2 separate regions of the Hordeum vulgare genome follow, and region 2 is linked to region 1. A link is a contact called in public Hi-C data. All regions are on one chromosome and are shown on one strand. Each heading gives the region's core, a stretch centred on a gene start, on an enhancer-like site or on the middle of the called end of the contact. The rest is flanking DNA. Distances are from core to core; before and after follow the strand shown. Region 1 holds the start of LOC123427083 (protoporphyrinogen oxidase, mitochondrial). Region 2 holds the start of LOC123427087 (CMP-sialic acid transporter 4).

Region 1 (3,690 bases), core at 689-3,188:
TAGTCAACAACCTGTAACCAACATGGAAGTTCTTAGCTATGGCTGGTTATGATGTGAGCTGAAGAGCTTATAACTGTATATGATTAAATTATTGATGAGTTGTAAGGAAAGAGCTCACCTCTTTCCCAAAATGGCGTTCAAAAAAACTCCCAACGCTGTAAAGTTGTCAAAAAAGGAATATTCAATTATCTCCTTTAAACAAATAATACATACTACAAACCCTACGTAAAACCGCAAGCAGGTGAGGATTAAGGAACACTGGAGTGCTAGACAGCCTCTCAAAACCTAAACACTTCATACGGAAGGTAACCATTTATTATTTTGATAGCATTTGGCATCTACACCAATGCAAAACACCAAGTGTGAAGGTTCACCTCTCGCGCAAATGCTCGTCAGACACTTTTTTGGAGTTCCTTGTGCTAGATTTTTCATAGAGAAATGGTTCCAGAAATAACTTGAACTGCAAGGGTAAGAAAGAATTCAGAGCAGAATCAAATTTGAAAGAAAAAGATCTGGAGAATCTACAAATTGTCAATTAGTTACTGAAACCAGCTAATTCAGGTCTGGTAGTGGGCATTAGCAATAGCAAACGATAAAACGTTTGTATTTGTTATGCATTCCAATCTATCAGTGGTACTGGCAATAAATAACTCATTTGAAAGGGGTTAGTGTGCCATGTAGCATGTACTGTAGGCTGAAGCAGATAGTATTAAATAGAAGGGTATACCTTTGATTTCGTAGAAAGAACAGTGCTTTTCATTAGCGCAATGGGATCTGAAGGAATCTTATGGAACAACAAGGAGAAGACTCAAAGGTGAGCTACAATAAGAAAAAACAGAAAAGAAGATGCATGATCACATGGAAACCCTATTTACCAGTGCTGGCGCCCCATCCTTAACGGTGTAACGCTTGTGCTGGGAGTTAGGCTGAAACAGACATTGAACTTATAAGGTAATATATTGATGGGAACAATTTACAGACAACAATACAGAATGCAGACATATTAATTATTCGAAGATAGCATTGGCACATACATACTGCAGTCTGTCCTGAAGACCAAGATCGTCGATTAGCCTACTAGCCTCCAGTGCACTTTCTGTCTGCAGGTAACAGAACCAATTTATTTCATCAGCTAATCTGCCAGCTTCCATGTCAGTTTTGAGTTCTAATAACGAGAAGAGTGCATGCCCCACCGAGAGACCAACTGCACACACAAACACATGCTTCTTCCATTTCAATTTTGAATCCTAATAAGGAGAAGAGTACATGTACATGCCCCACCAAGAGACCAACTGCCCACACGAGCAATTGCTACAACGAGCACTACGCCAATAATGTAGACAGGTCGCTCAACTCGCTCCAGCCTTCGCCACAATCCGTGGCATACAGAGACAGCGACGCACAGCACCACAGGTTATTAACAAACAGAGATGGGCTCACCATGGTGTTGGCTCCTTCGTCCCAGAGGAATCCGCCGTCGGAGTTGGTCCGTATCTTCCCTCCCGCGCGGTCTTCCGCCTCGAACACGGTGACCCGCACGCCGCTCTTCCTCAGCATGTACGCCGCCACGAGCCCACTGCACGGACCCACCATTCCGTCAAACACCTCGCGTGCGCGAGCGCAGGACCACCCGAGAACTCGGCTTGAAATCGCGTGGCCTCACCTGACGCCGGCGCCGACGACGGCGACCGACCTGGCGCGGGGGTCGTCGGAGGCGGCCATGGCGAGCACGGGGCGGACGCGGCGCCCTCGCCCGCGCGCGGACGCGGACGCGGAGCGACGGGGCCGGGACGGGGAGGCGAAGCGGGCGGGAGCGTGGGACGAGCAGGAGGAGGAGGAGGGGGGAGCGGTGGCGGAAGTGAGCATTTGATTCGGGGTTTGGATGGGGAGGGGAGTCGCCCGTCGCCTTTCTCCGTTGCTGTCGTGTCGCCGATCGGAGCCGCGGAGTAGTAGGTGGCAGGGTGGGTAGACTAGTCTAGTCAGTGGGTCGAAACCGGAGGCGGCGCCTTGGTTGTGCCACGACGCCTTCGCTATGCAAATCGGCTGTTCCGGGAGCACTAAAATCATTTTTACTCGGACGGGCGGTCCCGGTTGAACGTCTGTACGATTTGGCTAGTTGTAATTACACATGGAGCTTTTCCTCACGGGCACATACATTTTTGGTGAATGTGACGATGCCGCACGAAAATAGAGAGAGCATAAGACGGTGTTACAGTTTACACCTGTCGCCGCCGCCTTTCATCGTCCACTTCTTGATGAGGCAGGTGATGACCCTGGCCAGCCGCTTGGACTTGGACCTGCTCAGCCGCGACGCCGGCCTCCTGCCCTCGCCGCTCTGCTCGGAAGCCGCCGTCTTCCCTGCGTCCGCCTCTGCTGCCGCGGCCGCCTCCTCCTCCTCCTGTTGCTGCTGCTGCTGCTCCTGCTGCGCGGCGGCCTGGCTGGCCAACTCCAACAGCTGCACCCGCGGCTGCTGCTGCTCCAGCTCGCGCTGCCGCTGCTCCCGGAACAGCCGGAGCAGCTTCTGCGCCTTGTCCTTGGCCTTGCCCGTGCCGTTCGCCGTCAGGGACACCAGCGCGGGGATCACGCCCTCCTGCAGCACCGTCTGGCTGCACCCCTCGTCGCCGTTGCAGATCATCCACAGGCACGACACCGCCTTCTCCTGCTCCGCCGCCTCCCCGTTGTCCAGGATGAACACGATGTCGCCCACGATGGCCTGGTTCGCCGCGATCTCCTTCTTCCCGGGCCAGGTCAGCGCCAGGTTGATCAGCACGGCCAGGGCCTTGTCTGTCCACGACGACGACGACGACGACGACGGCGCCAGGACGGCGTGGATGCTCTGGACGATGCCCGACGACAGGAGCGGCGGGATGTTGGGCGCGTGCAGGGACAGGTTGTACAGCGTCAGGAGCGCGTCCAGCCGGCAGGTGCCGCTACGGTAGCCTTCTTCTTGCACGCACCTGATCAGGACATGGATGACTTCGCTCGAGCCGATGATGGCCTGCGCCTCCTCCAGACAAGAGAGGTTGAGGTACATCGCCACCGCTGCCTCGCAGGTCTCCGGTTTCTGTATCATCTGCTCCATCAGGGGGATAACTCCAGCTGAGAGCAGCTGCTGCTTGTTCCTACAAGGCAGACATGGAGCTGAAATGATCAGGCCAAAGAACTGAGCTAAGATCATCTACCTATGCTTGTTGCAAAGAGCCTTTTCTCTGACACTATGATTAGATGGAGTACGTAGAATGATCTACATTTGATATATATATACCTGTTATTGCTGACAGCAAGGTTGAAAAGAGCCATCGTTCCGACCTCCTGAGATTGCACGTCTTCTCTGCTGAGAGCCATCTTCAGGAAGCAGGTGAGTGGCTCAGTAATACCATTAGCACCCACATAGTCCCTGAGCTCATCATCATCCTTCAACTGGAACCTGACCTGCTCGACCACCTCACGCTGCTCATCGATGCACTCACTGCCCTTGTTTAGCACACGCAGCCAGCGTTCACATCTCTCGGGTGTAGCCTCCACAGGGTTATTCTGAAAAGAGCACTTCTCCACCGAGACCTCCTCTTCTTCTTCGCATGTCTCAGATGTCGACTCCCTGGAATTTTGGCTAGAGCACTTCTCCAAAGCAACGTCGGTCTTGAACTTGTCGTCTTTTCCGTCTTTTGCGCCCGCGTCTTCAAACAAAAC
Region 2 (4,050 bases), core at 526-3,025, 810 kb before region 1:
CAGCCAAAAGAACTCGATTGCGTCTTCAAAATCTTGAGAGGATTCTGTAGAATCCTAGTGCAATACAAAATCTTTAAAATAGTTGGATTTTCCCAGAATCTCAAGATTTTGGCTACTCCCTCAAAAGAAATGGTTCGAATTAAAAAGTGTCTCTGTTGCAGCAGGTTATTACGACAAAAATGCCATCGACCTACCCACGTCTGGATCGCGCGACCTCGAGCAGGGTCAGCGCTAGGGTTCCAACGTCTCCGCCGGCCTCGCCTCGCCATCCTGGACATCGGCTACGCCGGCCCGTTCCTCATCGCCACCGGTCCCGACTCCTTCCGTACCCCATCTTCCCCTACCGCCTCTAGACAACAGCGACGGCCGTGGCCCCTCTGCCTCCACCAGACGCCGACGCAGCCAGCCATCCCTCTCTTTGAAGCAAATCAGTCGCCCAGCGATCTCCTTCGTACAACCCACGGCAATCATCACTTTGTTCCTCTATTTTGTATGTTAATTGCTAGCTGCATGGATGGATTGAAGCCTCCCGTGTGTTGTTGTTAGATGAATGGATAAATAGATTTCTATATGCTATCAGATGGAAGAATGCCGATGTTGACAAAGAGTACACACTATTAGATGATGGTAGCGTACGAATTTTTATGAATGATGTTGTTAGATGAATATGGTGTTCCTCTCTTTCTCCTGTATTTTCTACTGTGATATTTTGATACCAGATAAATAGTGGTATTCGATGGGTAAATGTTGTTGTTCGATGCTAATGTGAGGATGATGAGTGGTAATGGTAGAATACCTTTTAAAACAACAAAGGGCAATACCGACATTTCAACACGCAACTCAATCCATAATTTCAAACTGCAATCTTAGAAAAGAAATGGACGACAAATTTTGTAAGAAGCAGATTCTGAATTTTTCAGAATCTTGATTCTGTAGAAAAAAGAACTGGCCCTACATCTTATAGCACTCTCTTTATTTGATATATATGACCGATTATTCAATCTCAAACCCGAGCTCAGATGCACCGAGTGAACAGTAAAGAAAAAAAAAATCCCTTTTGTGGTGTAAGATGCTTCTATGTTTGAACTCCGTGCGAAAAAGATAATTTTTTTATTGTCACGGGCTCCTCGAATGTCCAAACTTCATCAAAATTTGTACGGAGATTACACATTTGAGCATCTTGCTTGCAAAAAAGTTCAGTTTTTTTGATTTTGTTTTATTTTTTTAGCGATTTTACTGTTCATCACATCCATATATGGACTTATAAGCATTTGTTTTTTACATTTAACCATCCATAATATTAATAATGTACTTCCTCTGTATTAAAAAAAACTGTAGTTGAGAAGAACTAGTTTAATTCTTATCAACAACAATTATTTAGGAACAAAGAAAGTATGAGATATATATCACATAAAGCATACCATTGAACTCATATTTCAAAGGATTTTTCAATACTATAATTTTTATAGCGTACATCTCATCTACTATTGATCAAAGCGATGGTCAAATCAAATCTTGAAGCACTTTGTATTAGGCCATATGTGTTTGGATGGATGGCATACCATTTTATGCATATCATATGTGTTTGGATGGAGGGCATACCATTATGCATATCCATGATTTATTTCAAAAAAAAGAGAAGAAAAGAAAGGATTGAACAAAACATGCATTGGCTGACTACAAGAAAGATGTAAATCTCGGGGACTTTCCAACATTTCCTCCAGCAAAGAGGAAGGAGACCAAAACAAATCCCGAAACGCAAAATAAATAGACCGGAGGCGCACCCGCCTTCCTCCCGTCCGTCATCACCGCCACCTCCCCGTCCACGGCTCCACCTCCGCGCTCACACCTCCCTTCCCTGTTCCCTCCCGCCCGCCCGGACCCGAGATCCCGCAGCGCCACCCGCCGCCCCGCCCACGCAAGCACCCGCGCGCCTGCCGGCAGCGCAGCCGAAGCAACCCCGACCGCACCTAGCCGGCAGGGCCAGATTCCCTGTGCTCCGGCGGGGCTAGATCTGCGAGATCCCGCCCGCCGATCCCACCTCCCCCGAGGTACAGTCGAGGGCACGAGTTCCTCTTATATCTTCGTCTTTCGCCTCATTTCTGCGATGCTGGAACTTGTTTTGGGTAGTCTGACTCTGGACTTGTGATCCAGTGGTGTAGGCAGCAGCACGCGGTTGCTCTGCATTTGACAGGGACTCAGTAGCTATGTCGCGTGTTTTTTAGGAGTTCTGTGATCTTCCATGGATTAGCTAGCTAGCTGCTCATGGGGGGTCATATCGGGCTTTGCAAGTTAGTATGTGTTTTTATGTTCACGGCCATGCTATTTTTGTTAAATTTCATTTCGGCTCTGATATATGTGAATCTGCGGAATGTTGTGAATTTGGAGGGAAATGCTAACTAATATCACCTCTGTTCCGAATTATAAGACGTTTTGAATATTTCAATATGGACTACATAGTACATACGAACTGAAATGAGAGAACAGACACTCTAAAACACGTCTACATGCATCTGATTAAAAAAATGTTAAAACATATTATAATTTGGAATGAGGGAGTAGTAGTTACTCGGTTTGCAGTGATTAGTTTGCTCATTTTGAATTTTATGTCTTGGACACAGGTGTGCGCAGGGAATCCTTACATGTCACGGCTATAGAGTGATATATATATCTTACCGGTGCTGTTTGTGGTGCTGCTGGTCCTGGTTGGTTTGAGAAGATGCAGAGGAATGGGGTGATGGAATGCAGCGTCTGCCACTCCAAGGTGGTGGCGACCCCCAGGAGCATATCAAGGGCATATGACAAGCACAAGAGCAAGATATCATCCAAACAGCGTGTGCTCAACTTCCTTCTTGTGTCCGGGGACTGCGTCTTGGTCGGCCTTCAGGTATTTCATTAACGCCTGTTTGGATGGGATTGAGAATGTGGCATATGTTTACTGGAAAAATGTAACACTATAATGGGAATCAGAATCCATGTTATGTGCTTCTTCTGATAGAGTATGGATGTATGATTATGTCTTTCTTCTAGTAATTTAGGTTTGCTTGTGCTCTCAATTTGCCAGAGATTTTTTTCTTCTGAATTTCCCAAACACGGCTACCATCTGTGGACTTCATGCTCTAGTGCTGTCATAAGCTCAATTGCTGTTTCCCTTAAAAATGAATTTTCATCAATTTGCCAAAAAGATATATTGGCAGATCCGGCAGCGTTCCACCTAGAGTAAATACTAAATCGGCTTACGACTACCTGTACATTTTTAATGTGGAGTTCGTACAAACATGTAGTCAATCTGTAGCTTGTATCTGATTGCAGACAATTTACAATTTTGCTAATAATTTATTTTGCTCTGCAGCCTATCCTAGTCTTTATGTGCAAGGTTGATGGGAAATTTCAGTTCAGTCCCATCAGTGTTAACTTTTTGACAGAAGTTACAAAAGTTTTCTTTGCTATGATAATGCTAATAATCGAGGTTAGTTCTTGCCGGCCAATATCCTTTCCTCACTCGTTATTTGTGTTTCACTCCTTGTATCTGTATCTGTATACTATCCTGCTATGAACCACCAACTTCTTTAGTGCATCGTTGGCAATACAGGCAACGGTCAATCGAAGTGTTGTAGAAACTAGAATTTCATTTTTTTTTGGCAGAACAGCAGTAATGGATTTATGCATGACAAGGTATTGTGTGTTCTATTGTGTTGAAGGGTTACCTCCCTAATGTTGTTGCTTCTCTATTTGACAGTCTAGAAAACAGAAGGTTGGGGAGAAGTCACTTCTGTCAGTTTCGACCTTTGTACAGGTGATTTATCTTTTAGAACATAGGACGACTAGCACTCTCTTGTTACTGTGCTCAACATGTACACAATTATTGAGGTTACTTCTGTTTCTAATGTTAAACCACACGTAGAATGTTTCTATTTGTTTTCAATTCCTTGGGACAATTGGTGCTCATCTCTTTTGTTGTTTTTATGCCCAACTGACTTGCTTTCAGTTTTCATGCATCTTACTCCCTCTGTCCCAAAATAAGTGACGTAAATTTTGTACTAAGTTAGT

Evidence for each region. Hi-C and Micro-C count contacts between places; a contact is called where the count stands out from the background.
Region 2: a Hi-C map of leaf shows a contact between it and region 1, with 6 times the contacts expected there. The contact joins the promoter of LOC123427087 here to the promoter of LOC123427083 in region 1. A contact is called at or near these places in 3 of 6 Hi-C or Micro-C datasets (leaf and seedling).

Annotation. Positions count from the first base shown.
Region 1 is chr2H:537,700,727-537,704,416 of MorexV3_pseudomolecules_assembly, reverse strand. It overlaps LOC123427083 (protoporphyrinogen oxidase, mitochondrial), which reads right to left and starts at 1,938. Exons shown (of 17, transcript XM_045111035.1): 1 at 1,664-1,938; 2 at 1,441-1,576; 3 at 1,035-1,100; 4 at 876-926; 5 at 728-784; 6 at 375-460; 7 at 119-155; 8 at 1-11. The coding sequence starts at 1,866. LOC123427082 (U-box domain-containing protein 7-like) reads right to left here. Exons shown (of 6, transcript XM_045111034.1): 5 at 3,266-3,690; 6 at 2,052-3,122. The coding sequence ends at 2,210.
Region 2 is chr2H:538,512,574-538,516,623 of MorexV3_pseudomolecules_assembly, reverse strand. It overlaps LOC123427087 (CMP-sialic acid transporter 4), which reads left to right and starts at 1,775. Exons shown (of 16, transcript XM_045111040.1): 1 at 1,775-2,051; 2 at 2,622-2,887; 3 at 3,353-3,469; 4 at 3,740-3,796. The coding sequence starts at 2,720.